Regions from separate parts of the Ovis aries genome. Here region 2 is linked to region 1. Evidence: chromatin contacts called from public Hi-C data. All regions are on one chromosome and are shown on one strand. Each heading gives the region's core, a stretch centred on a gene start, on an enhancer-like site or on the middle of the called end of the contact. The rest is flanking DNA. Distances are from core to core; before and after follow the strand shown.

Region 1 (6,296 bases), core at 326-2,825:
TATTTGCACACCCATGTTCACAACAGCATTGTTCACTGTAGGAAAGAAAGTAGCAATTCAAGTGTCCTTTAATGGATGGATGGATCAACAAAGTGTGGTGTATCCATACAATGGAATATTATTCAACATTAAAAAGGTGATTCCCGGGAAATACCTGGTGGTCCAGTGGTTAGGACTCTGTGCTTTCCCTGCTGAGGGCACAGGTTCAGTCCTTGGCTGGGGAGCTAAGATCCTGCAAGTCACACAGCTTGACCAAGATAAAATAAAATACATTTTTTAAAAAGAGAAAAAAGGTGATTCTGATACATGCCACGTGAATGAGCCTTAAGGACATTATGCTGAGTGAAAGAAGAAAGCCACAGAAGCGCATGATTCCACTTATAGGCAATATCTAGATTCAAAGAGACAGAGAGCAGAATGGTGAGGTTGAGGGAAGCAAGGAAGTTGCTGTTTAATGGGGACAGAGTTCAAGTCTGGCAAGATGAAAAAGCTCTGGAGATGGATGGAGGTGATAGCTACAGAATCACGTGAACGAAATTAATAACACTCAACTATACATTTTTAAATGGTTAAGAAGATGAGTTTTATGTTATGTGTTTTTTATCACAATTAAAATAAAAATATATTAACACATTCTAATGTTTCTTTTTTTTTATAGCCATGCTGCTCAGCATGAGGATCTTAGTTCCCTGGCCAGGGATTGAACCCATGCCTCCTACTTAAGACTTTGCTACAGTGGAAGCAGAGTCTTAAGCACTGAACCATCAAGGAAGTCTCTATATTAATAAACTTTGAAGAAAAAGAAAGCATATTGCAAAATAATATGATCATGTATGATCTCAATTTTGTTTCACTGACTTCTTAAATATTAAGACACTGCATACAGGAAAAAAAAACACCTCACAATGGTATATATCAAAAAGTTAATAGTAATTATCACCAGGTACTGTGCTTCCAGGAGAATTTATTTTCTTTGTGTGTCTGTGCTTTGGTGTAAGTCCCAATTTTTCTACAATTACCTTTGCCATTGAAAGCAAAAGTACGCCAACTGGACACGAGGAAAAGGAGAGAAAAGCACACGCATGTCGGTTGATGATCCTAACAAGAGAATGCCCAGAAGTATATTTCCAAATGACACAGTAAACATAATTACCCTTGAGAATCAAACTATAAAAGGTAGACTAGCATGTGGGAAAATAAAGACCAACTCAGAAGACAGAGCAGGGGGTAGTTCCCTGTAGAATTAGAACAGAGGCAGGCCCTGATTTCAGATGATTCCCAGGTCCACAGTGGATGCATGTCACTGCGTGCCCAGCAGAAAGGAAGAGACTAGGGGAGCCTCGAACAGCACTCACCAGGCCCATCAGAAAGGACAGGCTCAAAAAGGCGAGACCCTTGAATCTCAGCGCTCCCCAGCCCCACCTCTCTCTCAAGCGACATCCATGTTCAGAAAATATTTGCTAGACAGCAGACATCAAGAGAAGAAGGAGGCTTTCTTTCTGTGGCATTCCCTCACCACATCTGGTGCTGCTCTGAATAGAGGCTTTATGAGGGAGGGTCCAGATGCCCCAACCACAAGCTACTCCACTGACCACAAACAGCAATAAACAGACGTTAGGATTTAGATCTCTGTGTAGCAGAGACACGTTGAATAATCATGATGGAGCTTCCATCACATTCCAATATACAGGAAATGTTTATCAAGTGCCTGCACAGGGCGCCGTTTGTAACACCATCCCATGCAGACACTCACGGCACACGTGCACACACACACACATGCGCAGAGCTCCTTTGTTCTGTTTGAGGGATCAGACTGGGAAAATAATGATTTAGGCTGGAAGCATTCAACAGTCTGATTCTACACATCACCCATCAGGAAAAGAGGGGCAGGGGCAGAAGGAGAGTACACATATCCCTGAGGAAAGATCAAGAGGGAAATGTCACTGCATCCCAACACGAAGGGCCCTGGACCAAGAGGGCTGAGTCCCGCAGTAGAGGCAGAGGGCAGCCCTCAGCTTTCTTAGAACTCCAGGGATCCCACGCACAGGGAGCAGAGTCACTGCGGCCCCTGGCCCGGGAGGAAACGGGTCAACCAGGTTTATCCGCCACCTGAGAGAGATCCCCGCCTTCATATCCCTTCCCCACACCCACAGATGAATCACGTCAGCCACCCCTGCACCATACATACTTTTGCCCCCATTGTTCTTCAGGACATTGGAGAGGTTGACGGAGGCGGTGCCTAGCAGTTCATTTCTCAAGGTGTGGCAGCTCCAGACCTTCAGGTCTAAATGACTCTGGGCTGTGACATTCCTAGAAAACAAATACTTGATTCATCACAACCAAGCAGGCCAGTCATTCCTGTAACTGAGAAGAAGGCAGAGAAATTTACTGCTGTCTTCTTGGAGACCAGAGGGGAGACCCCAAAGAGGAAGACAGTCACAGACACCCTTCCCCACCCCACCCCCACCCGAGCTGACCCTGGAACCATCTAGCAAACAATGACTGCTCTGTGAGCTCCACGGTGTAAAAACACCTGAAGAGAAGGCACCTCAGGTACCCAAGGCAGGGGACTAGAGGCTGATACACCACACCTGGATCTCCCACCACCCACTTCTCGACCTCCCCCAGGGGAGCTGCCTTCGGAGAGACGGGGTTTTCTCTTACAAAATGATGATCTCGTTCCAGAGAAGCTCAGAGCTCCCAATTCGCTTTCCAGTCTTCTTGGTCTCGCTGGGGAGTCCATCCACAGCCACTTCCACAAACGAGTTAATTCGAGGTTGACGACTATGCACCTTGGGCTTTGCTGACACCACTGGCCGGGAAAGACAGAAAAAGTCAAGGATGAGTCAGAGGGCTCCCAGCTGCCCCCCTGTGGCACAAGTTCTACCTCTTTTTGTTGTTTCCTTTAAAAGGAAATTTTGCTTTTTCCTCATTCTAAAAAGACTTTTTTAAAATGTGAGGATATAAAAATATATATATAGCACAAGAAAAGAAGATAAGAAAAAAAATCACTCCTAACCTGAAAACACTGGGATGATTATCATTAAGTCATACCAGACTTTTTCTGCTATCTGGTGAATACAGACTTTTTCTAGACTTTCATCTCTTACATCCCTAATTCCTTAAAAATCCTCTCCCCAAAAAATTCATTTCAAAAGTTATAACCTAAGCCCGTTTATAAGGATATGCCATAATTTAGTAAACTATTCTTCCATAGTTGAATAAATTGCCTCCAACTTTTGGCTCAGGAAAAATGACTACAAATGTATAAAGTATCTGCATGTATGTCCGAGTATTCTTTTAAAGGATATGAACATTTTCTAAAGTTCCTAAAACCACTCAATTCCTTTCTAAACCCATATAGATACCCATCAGCACTATAGGAACATATCCATTCTACCACTGCATAGCACTGAGTACTATGTTTTTTTTCACTCTCAGCAAATCATGTAGGTGAAGCAAAAAAATAAACTAAAAAAGAAATAGCATAAAGATAACAGCTAAGAGTTAATGCGCACTTATCACAGATACTATGCTGTGCACACATTATCTCACTGAATCCTTACAGTGAGGCAGGAAATAACATCATCACTGCATTTCACCCACGAGGAAACAGGCTTGGGGAAGCTGGGTCACTGCCCCAGGCTACACATCCAGGAGCTTCGAGCCAGGATGTGCCTCTGGCTGCCTGACTCCACATCATGCCCGAACAGACTCTGCTTATTTGTTCTTATTTGTTTCTTCAGTCGCTAACCGGATTGAATATTTTTCCCATGTACTTGTTAACCATCTGCATCTGATGCTCACATGGTACCTACCAGCTAGCCAGGGACTCAGTACCACCTAAGCAAGCATGTGTCCAGGGCTGGATGCTAGACAAGCTCCTTTTATACTATGTATCAGCCACAGTGGAAACTCCAGGTCACTAGGACAAAACCCATCTACATGGCTTCTATCCTATGCCCCAAATCAGAAGATATAACTGACAGTCCTCACCGGTGATGACAAGACTGCCTGAGCTCCCACCAAAAGTTAGCATACTTCTCCCTCCCAGATCCTTCTGAGGGGTGACAATCCTATAAGGGTCCACAACCTGGGACAGGGCAAAGCCACCTCTGATTCTCTTCTAGCAATCCTTTTCTTCTCCAGGCCCCAAAAAAACAGGAGAGAGAAATCAAGGAACAACAGCAACAAAGCTGTGGTGAAGTTTCAGAAGCAACAATGGATGGTCCTAGGAAAAAAGGTTGTAGAAATGGGAAATGTGGCCCAGAGCGGGAAAATGAGGCTACGACACACAAAGATCGAGGTTAACTGAGGCCACCTAGTGGTACAAGGGCAGCTCTGCGTGTAGACTCTTAAATCTAAAAAGAAAATAAGGACTACTTGCAGAGCCCTACCATTTTGAGCAAGACAGTTTCTTTGAAATCAACAAGTTTAAGCCTTTTATTTAACAGTTGGGCCAACTAAGATCCAGAGAGGTAAGACAATGTACCCAAAATCAGAGAGCTAGTCAGAGCAGAGTTCAGCCTTGAACCAAGTCTCCCAGCTCCCAGGCCAGTTCTGTGAACTCTGCCATCATGTTTCCTTTTGGCCCTTGTTTTTTGTTTGTTTAAATATTTATTTATTTGACTGCACCAGGTCTTAGTTGCAGCATGTGGGATCTAGTTCCCTGATCAGAGATGGAACCCAGGCTCCCAGCACTGGGAACACGGAGTCTAGCCACCGGACCACCAGAGAAGTTCTGGTTTTTGTTTTTTAGTATTTACTTAATATATATGTATATATATATATATATAAATATCAATCACCTCAGAGATGCAGATGACACCACCCATATGGCAGAAAGTGAAGAGGAGCTAAAAGCCTCTTGATGAAAGTGAAGGAGGAGAGTGAAAAAGTTGGTTTAAAGCTCAACATTCAGAAAACGAAGATCATGGCATCTGGTCCCATCACTTCATGGGAAATAGATGGGGAAACAGTGGAAACAGTGTCAGACTTTATTTTGGGAGGGCTCCAAAATCACTGCAGATGGTGATTGCAGCCATGAAATTAAAAGACGCTTACTCCTTGGAAGGAAACTCATGACCAACCTAGACAGCATATTCAAAAGCAGAGACATTACTTTGCCAACAAAGGTCCGTCTAGTCAAGGCTATGGTTTTTCCTGTAGTCATGTATGGATGTGAGAGTTGGACTGTGAAGAAAAGCTGAAGAATTGATGCTTTTGAACTGTGGTGCTGGAGAAGACTCTTGAGAGTCCCTTGGACTGCAAGGAGATCAAACCAGTCTATCCTAAAGGAAATCAGTCCTGGATGTTCATTGGAAGGAATGATGCTAAAGCTGAAACTCCAGTACTTTGGCCACCTCATGCGAAGAGTTGACTCATTGGAAAAGACCCTGATGCTGGGAGGGATTGGGGTCAGGAGGAGAAGGGCACGACAGAGGATGAGATGGCTGGATGGCATCATCAACCCGATGGATGTGAGTTTGAGTGAACTCCAGGAGTTGGTGATGGACAGGGAGGCCTCGCATGCTGCAATTCATGGGGTCACAAAGAATCGGACATGACTGAGTGACTGAACTGAACTTATATACATACAATGTGTGTGTGTGTGTGTGTGTGTGTATATATATACATATATATATATATACATATACATATATATAATTTCAGATGTTTAGAAAAGTTGTGAGATTAATACAAAGAATTCTTATAAACCCTTCACCCAGAATCACCAAACATTAACTTTTTACTGTATCTGCTTTATCATTGTCTTTTTCTCCCTTGATTTCCCTCATACACATATTCATTTTTAACTATTTAAGAGTGAGTTGTAGACACTATGCCCCTTTACTCCTAAATATTTCAGGCTGTCTTTTCTAATAACTGAGACATTTTCTAACACAACCATAGTACAGTTATCAACATTAGGAAATTCAACATTCTTTAATACTATTATCTAAGGTACAGACCTTATTCAAATTTTGCCAATTATCTTATCAATGTCCATTATAGCAAAAGAGAAAAGGAAAGATTTTTTTCTAGTCCTGGATGCAAGCTAAGATCACACAGTGTTGTTAGTGTTTTTACCATGAAGTTTCCAATTTACAGAAGAATTGAAGAAAAATAATAGCATATTCTTCACTAATTGTTATCATTTTGCTACATTCACTCCAGCCTCCCTGCCCCCCGCTTAACTATCACCAGTGTCACCCAGAGAACCTCTACAATAATGAAAATATCTGTTCCATCACTGTTCGATACACTGCTGCAATATACACATGGCTACAAGGCAC
Region 2 (5,821 bases), core at 2,943-5,442, 120 kb before region 1:
AAAAGAAAATAGAGGAAACCGTGTTAGTGTGTTTCCAAGGCCTAAGTCAAGAGCAAGCTTCCTCCAAGCGTCCCTCTTTGGAGCCAATCTGTACTTCAACACTAGATGGCACCATTGACTAATATCATCTCAGCAAGTGACACACTGGTTCACATTCCAGTTCATCATGGAATTGGGAACCTTCCCCAAAGTTGCTTCCCACCACTTCTGCTTTTGGCTGCAACCATCTAGGCTAGGCTTTGAAGGAATCTAGAGAGCATCTTGCTGCAAAAAATTGGGTCAAGTTGCCACAGCTTCACCCCTGCTGTATGTACTCTATGATAAATAGATAAAGTTTTCTCTGCCCTTCAGATAGTTCATGCTTTGATTTTCCTCACTACTGATACCACTCCTGGTTTCTTTAAGGACCATATCCAGTGAAGGGCTGGTAAATGTATAACAACCAGGTCTCTAAAAAAGAGGAGGAAGGGTATTGATTTGTGGCCTTTGCCAATTTCCCTGGTGTAAATACTCCCAACACAGCTGATTTCAAGGCCAACATGAATTGGGAAAAGATGCATATAGCACAGCATAACATAGTATTACCCAAATATGGATACAATAGATAAAAATAACCTGAAGAAAACAGATGATAATAAACTGTAGTAAAATCATTTAGCTACAGTGCATAGGGAGCATTTATTACCCCTTTTCAGATATCATTTATTTCTTTGTAAATTTATACAATTTACCTACTGCATTAGAATCTCTGGGAATCTGTTTTTAAGAAATTGGTAGTTTCTGCATATATGCAAGTTAGACAACCTTTATTTAATGTAGATAAAACTACTAACTTTTTTGCCTTACCATCAGCACTCTGTGGATCAGTCCTTTCCCAACTTAAGATCTCTTCTCATACATATGTGTCTATTACGACCCACAAAGCGTCGTCCTTCTCTGCAACATAGCACCAGTATCTACCTCTATCTGTATGCTACAGCTAGCGTCTGATCAGTGATAATCTGGCTTAACTTTTAACCAAAATACCCAATCAACAGCCTCAGTTCATCTATTATCCCCTCTGCTTCATTTTCAACCCTGGCTTTATCCCCTCAGCAGATAAGACTCTGGGACTGTATCCTGTACTTGAAAGTTGCTAAGAGAGTCGAACTTAAAAGTTCTCACCACAACGCAGACTTAAATGGTCGCAACAACAACAAAATGGGAACTCCGTGAGGTGATGGGTGTGTCAGTGAACCTCACTGTGGCAATCACTTTACGACATGTACATGAATCACCACATTGTACACCTTAAACTAACACATTATGTCAATTATATCTCAATAAAGCTGGGGGAAAAATATACTTAACCTGGGGCTTCCCTGTACCTCAAGGCAGACACTGGCACCTCAGGGATCTGTGCCCTTGTTCAAGAGTAGGGATGGGCTAAAAGCCAGAGTTGAATGTATGAGCTACTCCTCCCCTACCCCATATGCCCCATATTTTAACCAACATGAACCAATCCCAAGAGGCAAATAACCATGACTATAAAACCCAAAGTTCAAGGATGAAATGCATTCCATCCCAGGAGAAAAGAGTGCTTCTACACCCACAACTCACCAAGGCCCAGATGTTCGTGAGGGAGGCGTCACTGAGGCGGGAGACGTGCCCCTGAACCAACCCCAGTGGGAGTCCTGAACAGCAGAGCCTGTCCTCCAGACGCATTCACTGCTGTACTGGCATCGTCTACCTACTGCTCACCCTGTGATTATACAGAGAACGAACCCAAAATTGTCCTTGAGTGTCTGGACAAGACTCGTGCCGACTCTTGCCCAAATAATAACAAATGACAACCCCAAAACAGAGCACCATTGCAGGCTCGGCCAGACCCAAGGCCTCTGAGGCCATCAGTACCACCCGGGCAGTGATTTCAGGCCATGGGCTCAGGGTGGGGATTGAAAGGACTCCCACTCCCAAGTACTTTCTTTCCCCAAGAAAAGGAAGGAGAGTGATGCTGGTACCTTTCTGCCTTTATCCCTAGTTGGTGTGATTGTTTTTGAACTACATGCCAAGGCTCTCATTATTAAAAATCATGACCACGGACTTCCCTGGTCCAGGGATTGGGACTCCCCACTGCCACTGTAAGGGGCACACGTTCAATCCCTGGTTAGGGAACTAAGATCCACACATGCTGTGCAGTGCAGCCAAAAAAAAAAAAAGACAAAAAATCATTGCCACATTCAGGACCTGGTACATATAAGACATGCTAATCCAAGACCATTTCACCTGAGCTAGGATAGTGTGTTAGTTATCTACTGCTGCATAACAAATTACCATAAACTTAAACTGCTGAAAATAATATACATTAGTTCTCACAGTTTCTGTCAGGAGCCCAGGCACAGCCTAGCTGGGTCCGCTGCTCACCGACACTCACAGGTGGCAATCAAGGTGTCAGCCGTGCTGCTGCTGTCTCAAGGTTCAGGAGTACGTGGCTGCTGGCAGGATTTAGTTCCTCACAGGCTGTCGGACGAGGGCCTCGGTTCCTCGTTGGCTACTGACACGAAGAGGCCCTCGGTCCCTTGCCATGTGGGCCTCACCACCTTGGCAGTTTGCTTCATCCGAGTACACAAGCCAAGGGAATTCCCTGGGGGTCCAGTGGCTAAGACTCCACACTCCCAATGCAGGGGGCCTGGGATCAATCCCTGGTTGGGGAAATACATGCCACATGCCGCAACTAAAGATCCTGCACGCTGCAGCAAAAATCGAAGACACTGTGTCGCAACTAAGACCCGGCATAGTCAAATAAGTACATACATACATACCTTTTTTTTTCTTTTTAAAGAAAAGTACACAAGCCAAGAAGGCAATAGAGGCAGTAAGCAAGAAGCAGGTCCCAATCTTTGGTAATTTAATCACAGAAGAGAGAGCCCATCGCCTTTGCAACATTCTGTTTGTTAGAAGCCAAGTGTCTAGACCACTCCCACTCAAGGAAAAGGAATGATACCACAAGGTGTGCATATCAGGAGGGTCATGGGGGGGCACTTAAGAAGCCTGTCCCCTACAGATAAAAATAAGAATTCACCAGGATAGTCCACAATCAACTATATAGGGTTTTCATTTTAAATTTCAGTGCCTAGTTTGGGAATGCATGTAAGAATTAAAGATTTTTTTAAAAAAATAAAAATAAATAAATAAATAAATTTCAGTGCCTAATGAAAACCTTAGAATAAAGATGCTAATAGAAAATGCAGAAGCAAAACATCCCTCTTGTTTATAAGCAGGACTACCTATTGCCCCCAGTGGCTTTGGAGATGACAAACCAAAACAATATAAAACCCCTAGAGTTAGGAACCAAGTTGATGCTCTTAAGAGATAAGGTGCAAAATGATGGCGAATTAGCAAAAATCCGTTCTGTTTTTAGAGATGCTGGTGAACCTAGAGTCTGTCATAACAGAGTGAAGTAAAGTCAGAAAGAGAAAAACAAGTATCATATATTAACGCATATATATGAAATCTAGAAAAATGGTACTGATGAACCTATCACATGCAGGACAGAAACAGACACACAGACTTGTGGACTCAGCAGGGAGAGGGCAGGGTGGGACAAACTGAGAGAGAGGCACTGACATACACACTATCGTGTGTAAAACAGCTAGCTGGCAGGAAGCTGCTGTGTAACAGGGAGCTCAGCTCGGCGCTCTACGATGACCTGGAAGAGCAGGATCGGGGAGAGGCTCAGAAGGGAACGGATATGTGTATGCATAGAGCAGACCCACACTGTTGTACAGCAGAAACGAACATGACATTGTAACAATGTCCTCCAATTAACAACAATCTTCCAATTAGAAAAATAAACAGGAAAAAAGTTCTGACATCATATATATATTAATATTTATTTATCCTTCTTCCCTCCCGAGACTGTACTGAAACGAGTGTGAATGAATGTCAAAGATCTCCTATTTCCCCCTTGCCAACTGACCCAATTTGAGAGGCAGCAAATGAGAGGTGGTTTTCGACACATTTCTGGAAGGAGGAAATTAGGAGTAGAGACCAAGCAGCAGGAGCCCCAGCCTAGAGTTCACACGGCAGGAGCTAAGCCAACAAGGGTTCTGAGCTGGGAAAGGTTCAGGCTTAAGATCGGAGTTAGTGCCACGGGGGTAAACACAGCAGCTTAGTGGAAAGTCAATATAACAGAACAGCCAAGCCCTCGTGGGGACCTCTTTGCACAGCTGCAAGCTGCCCGCAGGCAGACCTATCAAAGGAGAGGAAGTTAACTGAGACAGCAGATGAGGCGCCTCTTCTCCCTCTCCAGCCTCGCTGAGACAACTATGAAGAACACTTTATGAAAAGTCTTAATCCACAAGGACAGAGAGAACATTAAGAGGATTCAGCAATGGACAAGGTCGTTTAACAAAGAGTTTGGACCTGGAGGAGTGTAACTAACCAGGGAGAAATCTTAACCTCAGACACAGGGAGATGCAGAAAGGAAATGAGCGAGTCCTCAAAGACTGAGTACTTGGGGGCAGCAGGAAGGCAGGAAGTTGAAAACTGGGGTATGTAAAAGATTCTACACAGAAGAGTGGGTCCCCACCCCCGAAGCCCTGTACAGTTTGGCTCCCTCCACTCTGCTGGCTGCAAGGATTCGAGCCAGAGCAGAAGGCCAGGGGGAACGAAAAGGTCAGTGGTCAGGACTCCGAGAACCCTGGCTCCTTCCTGCTTCTTACTCCCAGGAAGCCTATAGGCAGGCCACCTGACTCGGGGATAGTCTCCTGCTCAGGTGAGGTGCAGAGGACTCATCTCTGGAGAAACTGATCACCCCCCAGAAAACAATGACACTTAAGGCTCCATGAGAGTCCACTAGCCACCTACTGCCCTTACAGCAAAGACCTTCAGGCAAGAGACCACTCAGGACAGTCTTTCTCAGAAGTGCGGAGCCAAGATTTCTCAGTAGGGAGTTGTTTTCCCTCCTCCTCCGTCCGCACTCATTCTTCCCTGTCGGATGGTTTGCAGCTGCCATGTCCTGTCTTGCTGTCCGTGCATTCTGCAGCCTGGTCTTGAATGGCAGTTTGGGGCCCTAGCCTAGAGTAACCTGGGAATGTCACAGATCCAGGCCACAACCAGTGGGATGGTTTGGCTTAAGGGGTTTGCCTCCTTGGGCCTCCATCTTTCTCAAAGCCATATCAGGTACACAACTGGTGCCCACCCCCCATCTATTCTGGAGCATAATTAGACCCTTTACTCCACAGCAGCTGAACTCTCAGCAACCACTGCCAGGCTCTAGGTGCAGGAGACCCAAACGGTTCCATCTTGCCCAACATTCTGCATCTTTGTTTTATTTATAACCCATGAACTTGTTTATCTTGTTTCTGAGCCAGCCTTTTCTCTCTTTTTTATATTTTTCTTTTTTTTTTTTTTTAATGGTTGTGAAGCCAAGAAGCTGATCAAGTCATGAGTTCATGGTACCATTTTGATGGAACCCCCACATTTCGGTTTCTAGTACTATTTTATACCAAAAAGAACCAGGGCTCAGTGGAGGAGTTGGTTCTGTGTTTGGGCAAGAGAACTAGAGTTGGGATTTGATGTCATGGAGACCATCAAGGCCATCTGGAGAGGTGACAAGAGAATCAAGGTGAAGGGGCCAAAACTGTGACAGAATCAAAAAGAAAACAATGATCACTGTCACCGGGACCGACTGAGTTGGAGCGAGGCCCTGAGTCCAGGATGATGTTCAGAAGGTACAAATAACAGATAGCAGGCCAAAGATAAATCACGTGCACCTCTCTGAGTCAGCTTGATAGGTGCTTGACTCGCAGCATGGACCACAGGAAAGTGAGTTTGTGAC

Evidence for each region. A called contact is a pair of places that touch in the nucleus more often than the background predicts.
Region 2: a contact with region 1 is called in a Hi-C map of omental adipose tissue, with 4 times the contacts expected there. The contact joins two enhancer-like sites. A contact is called at or near these places in 13 of 16 Hi-C or Micro-C datasets (blood, hypothalamus, liver and 7 more).

What each region holds. Positions count from the first base shown.
Region 1 is chr14:36,404,215-36,410,510 of ARS-UI_Ramb_v3.0, reverse strand. WWP2 (WW domain containing E3 ubiquitin protein ligase 2) reads right to left here. Exons shown (of 24, transcript XM_060398453.1): 3 at 2,665-2,812; 4 at 2,189-2,310. Among named protein-coding and RNA genes, the nearest start is that of WWP2, 27 kb to the right of the region's middle. Within about 2 kb of position 1,575, at least 19 of the 54 cell types and tissues checked have an H3K27ac peak or open chromatin away from gene starts, as enhancers often do.
Region 2 is chr14:36,527,407-36,533,227 of ARS-UI_Ramb_v3.0, reverse strand. No RefSeq gene overlaps it. Among named protein-coding and RNA genes, the nearest start is that of PSMD7, 14 kb to the left of the region's middle. Within about 2 kb of position 4,192, at least 11 of the 54 cell types and tissues checked have an H3K27ac peak or open chromatin away from gene starts, as enhancers often do.